3 separate regions of the Sus scrofa genome follow, and regions 1 and 3 are each linked to region 2. Evidence: chromatin contacts called from public Hi-C and promoter capture Hi-C data. All regions are on one chromosome and are shown on one strand. The core of a region is the stretch at or near the end of the contact, and the rest is flanking DNA. Distances in the headings are between cores, read along the strand shown. Region 1 holds the start of UBE2J1 (ubiquitin conjugating enzyme E2 J1). Region 2 holds the start of AKIRIN2 (akirin 2). Region 3 holds the start of PNRC1 (proline-rich nuclear receptor coactivator 1).

Region 1 (4,407 bases), core at 883-3,382, 1.3 Mb after region 2:
TCCTTTCACACGTGCATTACCCTGAAAACACAGTAAGACTGCAAATAAAACATAAGAAGGAAGCATTTTCACTTTGCCTCTCAGCACCTTCAATAAGTCCCGTATTTCATCTAATTCACCTTCTCCATGAACTCCAAATGATCTGCGCAGTAACAGAAAAAGGTTAAAAAAAATTCTTTTTTAGAAAAGCAACACTACCTTTGAGGAAATGAAACCCAAAACAGGAAGCAATTTATTACACAGCTAGAAGCATGTCTACCAAAGCTCAGCCAGCTGACAACAGGTCATATAGTCTGGAAATGTACAACATTCTGAAGAACTGTAAATGCTTATCACAATCTCAAGCACGGCAACATCAAAACTGAGCAATGTCCTCTGACAACAATCTTGGGACTCACCAATCCTCCATTCCAAACTGCACTATTACTCACATTTTCATTATTTTCTGGATATTCCCCTAACTAACTCAGCTGTCTTATAGAACTTGGTACATGTGACCAAGCAGCCACCCTACTTTTTTATACCGTATATTTTTATTAAAACCTAGCACATGGAGTTCCCGTCGTGGCGCAGTGGTTAACGAATCCGACTAGGAACCATGAGGTTGCGGGTTCGGTCCCTGCCCTTGCTCAGTGGGTTAACGATCCGGCATTGCCGTGAGCTGTGGTGTAGGTTGCAGACGCGGCTCGGATCCCGAGTTGCTGTGGCTCTGGCGTAGGCCGGTGGCTACAGCTCCGATTCAACCCCTAGCCTGGGAACCTCCATATGCCGCGGGAGCGGCCCAAGAAATAGCAACAACAACAAAAAGACAAAAAAAAAACCTAGCACAATCCTAACAGTTGAATCATTCTAACACCTAACCTTAAAATTAAACTTTTCTTTCCCTCTTTCTCTTTGATCCACCTCTGCCTCTTTTTTCTGGTGTTCTTAAGAGATGGGCTGGGGGCAGGGGTCATGAATTCACAGAAAGTGAATCTATAAATAGCCTTCGCCAGATTTTTAAATGTGTCTATGCCCCGCCCCCAAAAATGTTATGACCTATTCTACAACACTTGGTTACCTAAGAACGTTTCTTAGTCTGACAGCACTCAGGTTAACAAAGCTCTATTCAGCCAGTATTCTCCGGCTTTTCTGGAGGCTTTGCATGTTTTTAAGATATTTTTAAAAAATCAAGGACTCAAAATACTCTTTCCAGGGGCACGCTAATCTTGCTGATTCTTACTAAGCTGCTTCTTTGGAAGGGGAAAAAAGTGAGCAGCAAGAGTTGGTCAAACCATCTCTAATGTTCTAGGATTATCACTTACAACTGAAGTGTAGAGTTTCTCCTCCTAACACATTTATCAAGGTACGGAAAGAATAAATACCATTTTATAGAATCCAAAGATTTGTTCCAAGCCTGTCTTAATCTGAGAGAGCTGGTTACTTTTCGTGCATCTTTATAATACACTAGTAAAGAAGTGGAGGCTGGAATTGTTTGGCTGCTTCCGTGAGTGACACAGGGGCATTAAATACAGGAAAGGAAGTTTTTATGTCTGAATATGGACATATATCATACTCGTCAGGATGGCAAAAATCATGGTTAGCTCTACTAGTTTTCTTAGCTTTTTGGTTAACTGGTTTGGTCCAGAACACTTCCTTCATTCTATTCACCCCAAATCCTGCAAACAGAACATTTAAACTAAATCCTCAAAGGAGAGTGAATCAAACAGCTAATAAAAGTCCGGTGGCGGCGACGAAGAAGGGCTAAAGGCGGTGTCCCGGGCGCAGGTAGGGCAAGAGGCTGTTAACTATTACCCCAGACATCACCTTTACACCTGTTCTCAGCGCCGAACGGATAACCCAGCTCTACGCAACGAAATGGAGGGAAGGGCAGTCGGGGTGCGGCGGGCAGTCCGCAGGTTTCGCAGCCGATGCCCGCCCGATCGCCTGGCTCCGCGGCCTGCACCACCCCGGCAGGCGGCGGCCTCGCGTAGAGCGCGAAACCCGGAGCTGAGCCGCGAGCGGCGGCTGACCGGACGAGACCGCGGCGCGGGGCCCGGGATCCCGGTCACTCCTCCCTCCCGCCCCGTGCGGCGCCGCAACCCGCCCGCAGCTCCGCTCACCTGGGCTCTTCAGGTTGTAGCGAGTCTCCATGGCAGGTCGCTGGCCCGGCTCCGGTCTCCCAGCCTGCCGCCCGCCGCTGCCTCTGCGCGCCGCCGCCGCCGGGGTGTCAGCGCGGCTCCAGCAGACCCGGCCTGGCCGAGGAGCCTCCGCGGATGCCGCCCAGCCCTGGCGGGGACTGCGGCCGGGGTAGGAGGGCGCGGGCGGGGCGCGGGCTCCGCCTCCTCCGCTGCTCCCCCGCCTCCCTGAGGGTCGGGCGGGCGCCAGCGCCGGCCCGGGTGTCGCTGAAGCCGGGCGCGGGCTGGAGGTCAGCCTACTCGCCTGGCCGCGGGCCCACCCCCGCCGCGGCCGCCCGTCCTGCGTCACCCGCCCTCGCCTGGGTTTTGTGAAGTTACCCTGACGTGGCAGTCGCTTCGTGGCAGTCGGTCGCGCGGCCGCTGGTCACTCCGCCGGCCCTGCGAAGCCGGCTCCGGGATCTGCGAGAGCGGGCGGCGCCCAGGTCTTCCTCTCGCCCGGGCCCTCCGGAGGTCGACCTTCCGCCCGGCCCATCCAGGGTCCCCAGGAAGTCGCGGGGCTCAGGCACGGCCGGAAGCGTCCTGGTCCTCCTGGTGGCGGGAGGTGTGGGCCCGGGCCCTGGAGACCCCGTTCAGAGCCGCCCGCGGCTCCCAGGTCCTCTTGCACCCCGCCGAGTGCGTTTTAGATCAGTAGCTGTTTGGAGTGGAAACAGTTAAAGTAGGGAAGGGAAAATCCAGTGATAAGGGATTGAGGAGGGTTTTTAACAATTTTTTTCCCCCAGACAAATGTGCTTAGAAGCAAGGCACTTAAATATTTGGGTTTTTTTTTTTTTTTTTTTTTTTTTAAGAATTGAATTTGGGGGAACCATGTAAATAAGAAAAGTTTAACTTCAGAGGAAAAACACTTCGGGCTTCACTGTAGAGTGGAATGGAGAAAAAGAGGACAGGACTGTGGGTCCTGAAGGCTTAGAGGAGCAAAGAGGTAGAAAAAGAGAGGGGAGTTCGTTGTGGCTCAGCGGGTTAAGAACCCGACTAGTATCCGTGAGGGTGCGGGTTCAATCCCTGGCCTTGCTCAATGGGTTAAGGACCCGGAATATCGGCTGGCTGTGGCCTAAGCCCACAGCTGCAAGTCGGACTGGACCCCCTAGCCTGGGAATTTCCATATACCAGGAATGCAGACCCTAAAAAAAAAAAGAGGGAGAATTGGGATAGTGCTGAGGATAAAAGGGAAGGAAAGAATTTCAGGTGGGGTTGAAGAGGGTTAATCAGGTTGGTTAAGCTTTGCTATGTAAAAATAGAAAACTTTTTTTGAAAAGCTGCAGAATATGCTACCCCAAAATATGCCTCTTTGGCATAAGGATTATTTTAAGCTGATTATTTCTGAGAAAGAGCAGGCTCTGGAGACTCTGAAAATAGAGTCAAAGTTAACCCCTTTGGGGGAGGAGGGGTATGGAACTTGGAAGTTCCTGGCCAGCCACAGCCATGTCCTGAGCCACAGCAATAACACCAAATCCTTAACCCACTGAGCCACCAGGGAACTCCAGAAGTTACTCTTTTCTAAGGGAAATTTACTGTTGTAAATGTCTCCCTCAAGGTACCTGGAAAAGAAGGTTGATTCTAAATTGCAAAAGAATCTCAATGGGGAAAGTACTGACAAGTGTGCCAAACAATCTTTACCCTTGTTTAGGTGCTTTTCCCCAAACCTCCGTAACTGGCCTCCCTCCATACACCCTACAACTTTCTTTTGTCTTTGGCTGAAGATAGTAATTAAGGTGGTGACTTCAGTCAATCTAGGCACTTAGCTTGTTTGTTTTTCTCTTGATCATCTATTACAAGGGGTCTCAGGTGAGAACTCATAAGGGTAGAGGGAAGATTATTTCCACCCCTACACTTTCTATTGTTAAAATTAAGAATCTAAAGTGAATCAAGGAGTTCCCCTAGTGGCGCAGCGGAAACGAAACCAACTAGGAACCATGAGATTGTGGGTTCAATCTCTGGCCTTGCTCAGTGGGTTAAGGATCCGGTGCTGTGACCTGTGGTGTAGGTCGCAGACACAGCTGGGATCCTGCATTGCTGTGGCTGTGGCTATGGCGTAGGTCGGCAGCTACAGCTCCAATTAGACCCCTAGCCTGGGAACCTCCATATGCCGCGGGTTTGGCCCTAAAAAGCAAAAAAAAAAAAAAAAAAGTGAATAGAATTCTTGGTATCAGATTGTATCAGCAACCCTTTGTAAAGAGTGAAATTTAAATTTAGAAAGGGTGTGGGAAGTGGAGGATGAAGATAAAACTAGATA
Region 2 (4,607 bases), core at 417-2,916:
TTAATTGACTCCCCTCAAATGAAATTCACTGCTGGTTAGCTAGAGCTATTTTTAAGTGGCCTTTTAGTTAAGATTCCACCGTATCATTTCAATTTTCAATGATACCATTTCACTAAAAAGACAAACTCTAAAAATAACGTTAATCATCAGGAGCTCATTCTTGACACTGTTTCAATAGTTTAAAAAAAAAAAAAATACCCTAGGCATTTGAGGAAGGATATTTTAAAATCTGACCTGAAAAAACAAAACTAAGTCAATTCCAAATGGAAGTTACCAAACAGAGGTAAATACTGAAGATTTTTTTAAGCCAACCAAAAAGAAACAAGTAAATCAAGCTATGAAAAGGCTTTGTCTACAGATCATATTATTACCAAAGGCTCACACATGAAACCTTTGCGTGCTACACACAAAGGAAACATTTACACTACCAGTCCACAAAAGCTATCCTATCCCTTGTGTGCCAGGGGCGCATGAGGATTTTCAAAGTACAGAAAAAACTGGACATACACATGCAGTACAAAGCAGCCAAGAGGTATTTCCCCGTGGTCACTTTCAGGAAATGCTTCAAGATGAAAAGCAAAAATAGTCTTAAGTCCCTCGGAATCTTGAGTTTATTTCTTTACTAGTCTCAAGGCCTAGGTTTTTTTCTTCCAACTACTCTTCTGGGCAGAAATAAAGCACTTCCAACTAAAAGCACCTACTCAACCCCGATTTTCAATACAATTTGCTTTTCATTAAAAGTTCAAGTTTCTCAAGGTCTAGACGTATAGTTTGATCATATTACAGTACTCGGGAAGAGCATTTTCTTTGTTGTTGACCCTGCTAGGGAAACAGGTCTTGACTCAGCCAAAGTGGCGTTCTTGTGGGTGATTAATGACAGGCCTAGATCTCGCCCCAGTGACATTCCTCCCCACCCCCCACCCCCTCGGTACTAAAATCAGCCATGTCTGAACCGGAGGAGGGGCTGCTGCCTCTCCTCAAACCACCCAGTCCCAGAGTTAATAGGTGCAACCAATCGATTCAGGAAGACAGCCATTGAGATTGGGGCGAAATGTGTGACCCTTCTCCTGCCTGTATTTCCGTGTAGCACCCTCTCTGATCATTTCCGCTGGGGCTCTCCAGACTACGGAAACGTTCGATTCCAGTCATTCAGACCCAAGAAAAAGATCTTCCTCTTCCCCACAATACCCGACAAGGAATGGCCCCTACCCACCCCCACCCTGACCTCCCCCCCTTGACATCAGGCCGTTTCTATTGTGTCTCTAAGACCGGAGGAGATTAAAAGAAACGTGGTCGCCCGAGGACTCTGCTAAGAACGGGGAGCAGTCCAGCACCCCCAGCCTCGTGGCCGCATCCCGCGCCCCAGGACCCTGTCCTCTCTTCTCCCCCGCACCCCACCCCCCGAACCGGCGGCCGCAGAGCCGAGTCCCACCTGTGGTGAGGCGGGAGGAGACGTCGCCGAAGGGAGACGGCTCCATTCGGAGATACTTCTGCGGCGAGGCGGCGGCGGCCGAAAAGGAGGCGGCTGTGGCCGCGGCCGCCGACGACGGGGAGGCGGCAGCCGAGGTGGGCGCCGACAATGGCGCACATCGCCTCCGCTTTGGGGACGCTGGGCTCAGCAGCGGGTCGAAATCCAGAGTCCTTTTCAGAGTAGCTCCGCACGCCATGGCCGGGCCGCCGGGGAGCCGGGCTTGGGTGGGGTAGAGGAGGGGTACGGGAGGGGAGGGCAAGGGAAGGGGGGAGAGCGAGGCCCCGAAGAGCCTAACCGACCGGCTCTAGAGCGGAGAGGCGGATGGCGGAGCGCCGACGAGGGGAGCAGAGCCGCCGCCGCCGCCGCCTCAGCGGCAGGGGCAGTGGCCCAGGCCGGCCGGGGCGAGAACGGGAGGGGCGGTGGCAGCAGCTCACGCCGGCCGCGTCAGGGGGGCTCTTCCGCCTCCTCAGGCGCGGCTCCCCCGGGAGAGGCTCCAGCCGCCCCCGCCGTCCGTTCGGGCTTTGCGCCGCGCCCGAGGCGCTCCTGCGCTGAGACCGGTTCCTTCAGAAGTCGATACCAGCCCCGTGAGGTGTGAGGCTGGGACACGGCTCCTAAGACCCCCGCCCCCCGTCGAGACAGGGTCAGAAGCTAGAGAGCGGCGGTCGATGCGGCAGGATTGTGAGGTGGCGGCGGCGGCAGGAGCTCAGGCGAACACGTCCAGCCGCTAACCCCTCCACTGTACGACTCTTCCACCCGCCGCCGGCCCCAATATGGCGTCAATAACAACGCCGCCGATTCAAATCCTGCGGCCTCAAGGCGCGTGCGCATAGAGGGTGGGCGACCCAAATGTGCATTCTGGGATTTGTAGTTTTTCACTCTACGGAAGAATCGGCGTGAGAAGCGGTTAGGGAGGAGTCACGGAAACTACGACTCCCGTCATTCAAGGCGCACGATTCCGAGTTCCGGATCGGAATTTAAATCCCCCTACACAGCTTGAATGTAAAAGGAACTGAGCGAAAGAGAAAAAAAGAAAAGGCTCAGAGAGAGTGGGAAAAAAGGAAAGCCAACCAGTGGGGAAAGCAGGCTTTAAAAACAACAACAACAACAGCAACAACAAAACCACCTTTAAATTTCAGGACATAGTTGTCCTGGTACCGCTCCTACAGTGATTGAACAACCGAGAAAGAGAAAGCTAATCCCACCTAACAACTCAAGACAGATTAGTTTTGATAATAAGAGTGGCCAAGACACAACCTGTCACATGGAGGGGCTAGGAAATAATAAGATTATGGAACCTATTTAGGACTGCAAGAGAACAACAGTAATAGTATCAGGTTACGGGAACCTTGATTGTACTCGATGCTTTGCCCTTCCCAGGTAGCTGCTTGCATCCACTTATTAAATTCCGCTTTACCCTTTAAATGAAAAGGGTTTGAACGACACGCAGATGTAAATTGTTTTGCCTTGGATAAAAAGCTAGTGACATCAGAAATTGTACTGTCTCTGTTGAATACTGGTGTATATCTTAACGAATGGTAAAAATTAAAAGACAATGAAATGTCTAGGGAGTAGACCCATTTGGGACCCATTTTGTAAGAAGAAAAAAAAAATTTCCTAGAAGTTATATTTCTAATCAGGTACCTAAAATAGAAATCAAATAAAGCATTAATTATAAAATGATTTATGTGAAAAACTGTCATCAGTCCTTTGCCTATGGAAGCTATCACCAATCCAATACAAAACTAGTTATCTACGTGAATGCTATATTATCAAATGATCATAAGTATCAAATACTGGCTTTCAATGCTTTTTTATCCTGTCATTTATTCAGATAAAGATATTTTGTATAATTTTGTCTATTATTCTTTGTACTACTTTTGGACTGTAGTTTAATATATTTATTCTTCTTTTATAGAACTGCTCAACTCCTCAGATCAGCAGTGCCGATCACACTGTCAACAACTGTGATGATTTTAACATATACTATTTCGAAAATATCTTTGGCAAAAGATCAGCATTTAATGAAACAGCAGCTTAACAGTGATACCTAATAGGTAAATTTGTACTAAATTCTAAACACTCCATGAAATCTATGATATTGTGAAAATAACAGACGATACCTATTTTATGTAAGTAAGTATGAAAAGATAGGTTAACCCATGGAAAATAAGAAACAAAGCATTTATGTTCCTGGTAAGTATATTTTGAAATTAAGATTTAACCTTAAATTATGGAAGTTACATTGGAAAAGGAATGTTATAAGTTGAATGGTATCCTCAAAATTTGTATGTTGAAGTCCTAATCCCACGTATCTTAGAATGTGACCATATTTGGAAATAGAGATATTTCAGATGTAATTAGTTAAGAAGAAGTCCTCTTGGAGTAGGGTGACCCCCTAATCCAAAATGACCAGTATCCTCATAAAAAGGGGAAATTTGAACACAGAAGGGCAGAACACCATGTGGACATGAAGGCAGAAATCTAGGCGATGCATCAGCAAGCCAAAGAAAGACAGACTGCCAGTGAACCTGCAGAAGCCAGAGGAGAGGCATGGAACAGAGCCCTCTTCACAGTCCACAGAAGGAACCAACACTGCTGATGTCTTGATCTCAGACATTCTAGTCTCCAGACTATGAGACAATACATTTCTCTTGGTTAAGCCACCCAGTTTGTAGCACTCTGCTACAGCAGCCCTAGGAAACTAATAAAGGGGGTGGTGGTTATTATAGTTACACTGAATTGCCTAGAAAAGGAGGAGAGAGTTGTATATGACGTTGGCAGGAGATATCTGATAAACTCGACATTTTAGTCATAGTAGCTGTCCTTATAATCACCACTACACAGCACATCCTCAAAAGTCTCTCTGCTACGATTAAATAGTGACAGGGCTGGGGCAGCCTCTCCTTCTACCGGTGACTAAGGAGCCTGTTCAGAAGCTTAGAGGAACAAGGGGAACTCGTCCCTACTCACCTCTGTGTCTTGCTCAAGCTCTCTTCCATACATTCTGCCTCACTAGTTTCGGATGCAATGCCAACATTATCTCCTATAGGAAGATTTCCCCTAACATTTCAAGGCTGAATTAGTTTTCTAGATTCATGGAAAAAGAGACACCTATCTGCATCTCTTCATCATTACC
Region 3 (4,840 bases), core at 426-2,925, 1.1 Mb after region 2:
CAAGTCCAGCAATCAATAATGATGGAATGTAGTATTAAAAGTTTATATAAAAAATAAAATAAAAAAGGAGTTCCTGTCGTGGCTCAGTGGTTAACGAATCCGACTAGGAACCATGAGGTTGAGGGTTAAGGATCCAGCATTGCCGTGAGCTATGGTGTAGGTCGCAGATTCGGCTCGGATCTGGCGTTGCTGTGGCTCTGCTGTAGGCCAGCGGCTACAGCTCGGATTAGACCCATAGCCTGGGAACCTCCATATGCCAAGGGAGCGGCCCTAGAAATGACAAAAAAACAAACAAACAAAAAAGTTTATATAAAGTCATTGGGAAGTGTTGTTCTGGACAGTCCCTCTAGCCAACTCTATTATCAATCATAAAACACTTACCAAGCACTATAAAGCTGAAAAAAAAGGCTGGTAGGATACAGAGAAGTTTAATAGTATCCTGTGTTCTAAAAACCCACAATCTAGTGTGGTAGGTAGTACAGATGATGTTAAAGCTAGTCTTTCCAGGGAGTTTCCGCTGTGGTTCATTGGGTTACAAACCCAACTAGTATCCATGAGGATGCATGTTTGATCCCTGACCTCGCACAATGGGTTAAGGATCCAGCTCTGCCCATTATCTGTGGTGTAGGTCACAGATGCCGCTGAGATCCAATATTGCTGTGGCTGTGGTGTGGGCCTGCAGCTGTAGCTCTGACTACTACTAACCTGGGAACTTCTTGTATGCCACAGGTGGGGCCCTAAGAAGCAAAAACAAGCAAACAAAACCACGTTAGTGTTGCCAGACCTGGATTGGAGTTGACTCCGCTATTAGCTTACTGTACGACTTCTGGCAAGTAAAACTTTTGCTTCTCTAAACCTGTTTTCTCTCCTGTAAACTGGTGATAAAATATACAGTACCTATTCCTTAGAGTTAGTTTTGAGATTCAAATGAGGTAATTTAAGTAAAGAACAGTTGGTAGCACATAAGGGCTTGATAAATAGCCACAGTTCTTTTTGTGTCTGAACACAGTGCGGGGAGATGATGAGAGTGGGATTCTCATCAACACAAGAGCTAGCAAAGCATACTGCAATGTTGCAGAGCTGTTTCACTTTCTTCCTTTGAGACACAAGCCTCTTCCTCTGCTTCCTCCTCAGTATTAGGCACTTTTTTGCTGTCCCAAAGTCCCATGGATTTATACAGAACTTACTATACATTAAGCGTCCAATTTCAATGAGTAAGTCACTCCCTTCTTACTCCAACTACCACAGCTATTGAGCAGCGTTTCTCACCCGATTTAAAAAAAAAAAAGTGAGCCACACTTCATCAAATGTAATTTAAACGTGGACTGCTTTTCTTTCCGACTACAAAGAATGAACTCCTGCAATGTACTTTGAAATGTTAAAAAAAAAAAAAAAAAAGCCAATGGTAATAATGCTGTTACATTCGGCTTGAAAATACTACTTCCCCAAGGTCAGTGGCCGAGGAGGCACCCACTGGCCTGACTCTACCGGATTTTTTCACTCCCTGCCTCCCGCCCCTATCCCAACCCCACCCCTAGATTTAGCCGAGCTCTAGTAGTCTGACCAAAGCCTTCAGGGAGAGGCGGGGAGGTGAGAAACGAGAAGAGCGGGGAGGTGGGGCAGGTGCGGCTGAAACGGAACTTCATTGTTCGCGGGACCGACTCTTCCCGAAAGAGCCCGTTGGCAGCGCCTGCGCAGTGCTCGCTCTTTGTGCCCGGCTGCAGCAAGAGGGTTGTTTGTGTGTGTCTCTCGGAGGCGGTGGAGGAGGAGCCGGAGGGGCGTGGCCTTCCAGGTCGCATTCTTATTGGGCTCTCACAGGGAGGTGGGCGGGCACAGGGCGGAGTTTCTGATAACAACACTCCGAGCGGAGGCTGAGGGTATTTGTTGCTGCGCCGCCACCGCCCGAACCATGGTCCGCGCTTCTCACAGGCTTACCTAGCAGCAGCCTTCGCCGCCCTGTGATCTCTGGCCGCACTTCCTTCTTCTACTCCTGCTGAGCCGCTATGACCGTCGTTTCTGTCCCCCAGCGGGAGCCGCTTGTTCTGGGCAGCCGCCTGGCGCCCATGGGCTTTTCCGCCCGCGGTTACTTTGGGGCCCTCCCGATGGTGAGCACGGCTCCGCCGCCTTTACCCCGGATCCCGGACCCCAGGGCGCTGCCCCCCACCCTCTTTCTCCCTCACTTTTTAGGGGGAGACGGTCCCTGTCTGACCCCTCAGCCTCGCGCCCCAGCGCCTCTGCCCAACTGCAGCCTCGCCTCAACGGGGGGCACCCCTCGCGCAGCACCAAAGAAGCGGCGAAAGAAGAAGGTGCGGGCCAGCCCGTCGGGGCAGCTTCCCAGCCGCTTCCACCAGTACCAGCAGCACCGGCCGAGCCTGGAAGGCGTGCGGAGCCCCGCGACGGGCCACAGTGGAGAGCAGCAAGTCCCGGACCAGGCCGCCGCCTGGGCCTCGGCTCCTGCAACCGCAACCCGAACTGAAGAAGCGAGCCTTTTCCTTGGCCCGCGGCCGCCCGCGGCGCCCGGCCAGCCCTCGTTCAGAAGAGAGGTGAGGGCCGCGAGGGGAACGTGGGGACCGTTGGCACTCCGGCCCCAAGACGGCCGGACCCGGGACCGGAGGCTTGGGGCCCTGCGCTGAGTGGCCGGGAAGGAGGGGCCGGGGTGAGGGGCGAGGGCGGCTGTTTACTCGGGAGGGAAGTTTCCGTGACGCCCGCTCTGTTCTTGCTGGGGGGGAGAAGGGGGAGGGGGAGGCCTGCGCTGGCGCTGCTGATTGGCTGCGAGGAGCCGGCCAATGACAAGAGCCGCTGCGCCCCGGCAACAGCCCGGATTTAGAAAGCTGGCGGCGTTCCAGGGGGTTTCGGCGTTCGGGGCGCGAGGGGGAGCGAGACGGCCCGCGGGAGGCTGACGTCAGCGCGCGCTACGTGCGGAGCGCTCCGGCGCTCATGAAGGAGGCGAGCGGGTGAGGGGTGTGGGCCTGCCAGCGGCTTCCCGACAGATGGTATTGCCAAGGCGAGGGGGGACGCGCGTAGACCCTCCCGGCGTGGGGCTCCTTGGGGGCCGCCCGCCCCCGGTTGGTCTTATGCAGAGTTGTGAGGTGCCCCATGGGTGGCGCTGCTCCTCGTCGGGCCGACCTACTTGGCTGTACTTTTCAACTTTGAAAGTTGGCAGGTGCGACGGCAGAGTTGTTCCCTCTTTGAAGCGATCAGTTCTGTGTGCTAGCCTATCAGATGAGCGGAATTTATTTAACCATTCCACTGTGTACTGTACTGGGATTTTTTCAGTGGAAGGTAGTTTTATTACCTGTGTCCAGAACGATGAACTTTTCGAAAGAAAAGTTACCAGTTGAACGGACGTTGTACTGCCCACTTGCTATTAGACTAGAATAAAATTGATTATAATTTACGGTAAGAAATCGCTGAAATGACTTGAAGTAACCTTTAAATTAAAACTTTCATAATAGTGAAAATAAGTTACTGACAGTGGTTGAAGGAATATCGTTCTGAGATTTGCAGCTTATCTAGTTGCGATCTTAGAAAAAACTAAACTTATCCACGGTGATTCCTTAAATTATTATAGGTTCCTTTCAGTTCCAGGGTTTTTCTGAAATATTTGTGATAATCTAAAAGGGAGTTTTTGTACTTGTTTACTAGTTAAGATTTCTTTTTCAGAACAGTGTTAAAACCAGGGAGTTCTGTCAGCACTTACCCTTGTTAACGTGGATGTTACCTTGTGCTTCGCTTTCTGTAGTTGTGTCCTGCTTCCCTACCGCAATATAAGTGTTGAAAGGGCAGTGATCTAATAGATTACCTTATTTTTCCATCCCATCCCCTCATAGCTTCCCATAAGGATCGCTTGAGTTAGAAAAGTCGTTGGAATTAATGCAGTAAAGTTGTTAAAGCAGTTGTTAAATTAGAAAGGAGGGGGCAAGCAGAAACTGTTTTCTTCTATGTATTATGTGTATAACTGGACAAGATGATAAAAGGTGGTATTTTAGTATTTATATTTCCGAAAAAAATTTTTTCAGAAACTGGGAGATAATTTTTGTGTATGTACTTAGTAACCATTATCAAAATACTTCCTCACTAGCTCTTGCTAATCAAATTTTTATTCTGAAATCATCTTTAGTACCGATCTTAAAAGGTGAATTGTGTCTCTATTATAGTTTTTCATCAACCAAAGCATTTGAAAATTTTTCCCTTGGCAACATCCTACTGTAAAAATGCTGATATTTGTTTAGGAAGAGGTCAGCATACATGTTTGAAAGATTACTTCTCTGTATAGAAAGGTGGACTTGGTTACTTTGGGGTTTTTTTGTCTTTAACATTTTAGAATCAGCTCTTACACTGCATACTGGTAACGATGATGAACTATTTTTAGTGGTAAAACTAGATACCTGCATATTTGGACATCCAATGATAAGTGCCACAAGCACATTTAATCAAGACATTGAACTAAAGTCCAGGGGGATTTTTTTAAAGAAAATATATTAGATAAATGGTGAGGTTCATGTCTGATTTTATCATGAGACTATATTCACTTTTATATTCCTTGTCTTTGTAGGTTTTAAAATCAAAGATGGGAAAATCGGAGAAAATTGCCATTCCCCACGGCCAGCTTGTTCATGGTATACACTTGTGTGAACAACCAAAGATAAACAGACAGAAAAGCAAATATAACTTACCACTAACCAAGATCACCTCTGCAAAAAGAAATGAAAATAACTTTTGGCAGGATTCTGTTTCATCTGATATAATTCAGAAGCAGGAAAAAAAGCCTTTAAAAAATTCTGAGAACATTAAACATAAGCATTTGAAGAAATCAGCATTTCTAACTGAAATGAGTCAA

What was found. Promoter capture Hi-C pulls out the DNA fragments that hold promoters and counts their contacts. A called contact is a pair of places that touch in the nucleus more often than the background predicts.
Region 1: a contact with region 2 is called in a Hi-C map of liver, with 6 times the contacts expected there. The contact joins the promoter of UBE2J1 here to the promoter of AKIRIN2 in region 2. A contact is called at or near these places in 1 of 47 Hi-C or Micro-C datasets (liver) and 1 of 2 datasets of contacts at active chromatin or transcription factors (alveolar macrophages).
Region 3: a promoter capture Hi-C map of fetal liver shows a contact between it and region 2, with 4 times the contacts expected there. The contact joins the promoter of PNRC1 here to the promoter of AKIRIN2 in region 2. A contact is called at or near these places in 2 of 5 promoter capture datasets (fetal liver and liver) and 2 of 2 datasets of contacts at active chromatin or transcription factors (alveolar macrophages and skeletal muscle).

Annotation. Positions count from the first base shown.
Region 1 is chr1:57,362,131-57,366,537 of Sscrofa11.1, forward strand. UBE2J1 (ubiquitin conjugating enzyme E2 J1) reads right to left here and starts at 2,133. Exons shown (of 8, transcript NM_001077219.1): 1 at 2,103-2,133. The coding sequence starts at 2,133.
Region 2 is chr1:56,067,916-56,072,522 of Sscrofa11.1, forward strand. AKIRIN2 (akirin 2) reads right to left here and starts at 1,667. Exons shown (of 5, transcript NM_001278752.1): 1 at 1,433-1,667. The coding sequence starts at 1,667.
Region 3 is chr1:57,126,425-57,131,264 of Sscrofa11.1, forward strand. It overlaps PNRC1 (proline-rich nuclear receptor coactivator 1), which reads left to right and starts at 1,676. Exons shown (of 2, transcript XM_021089951.1): 1 at 1,676-2,543; 2 at 4,556-4,840. The coding sequence starts at 2,004.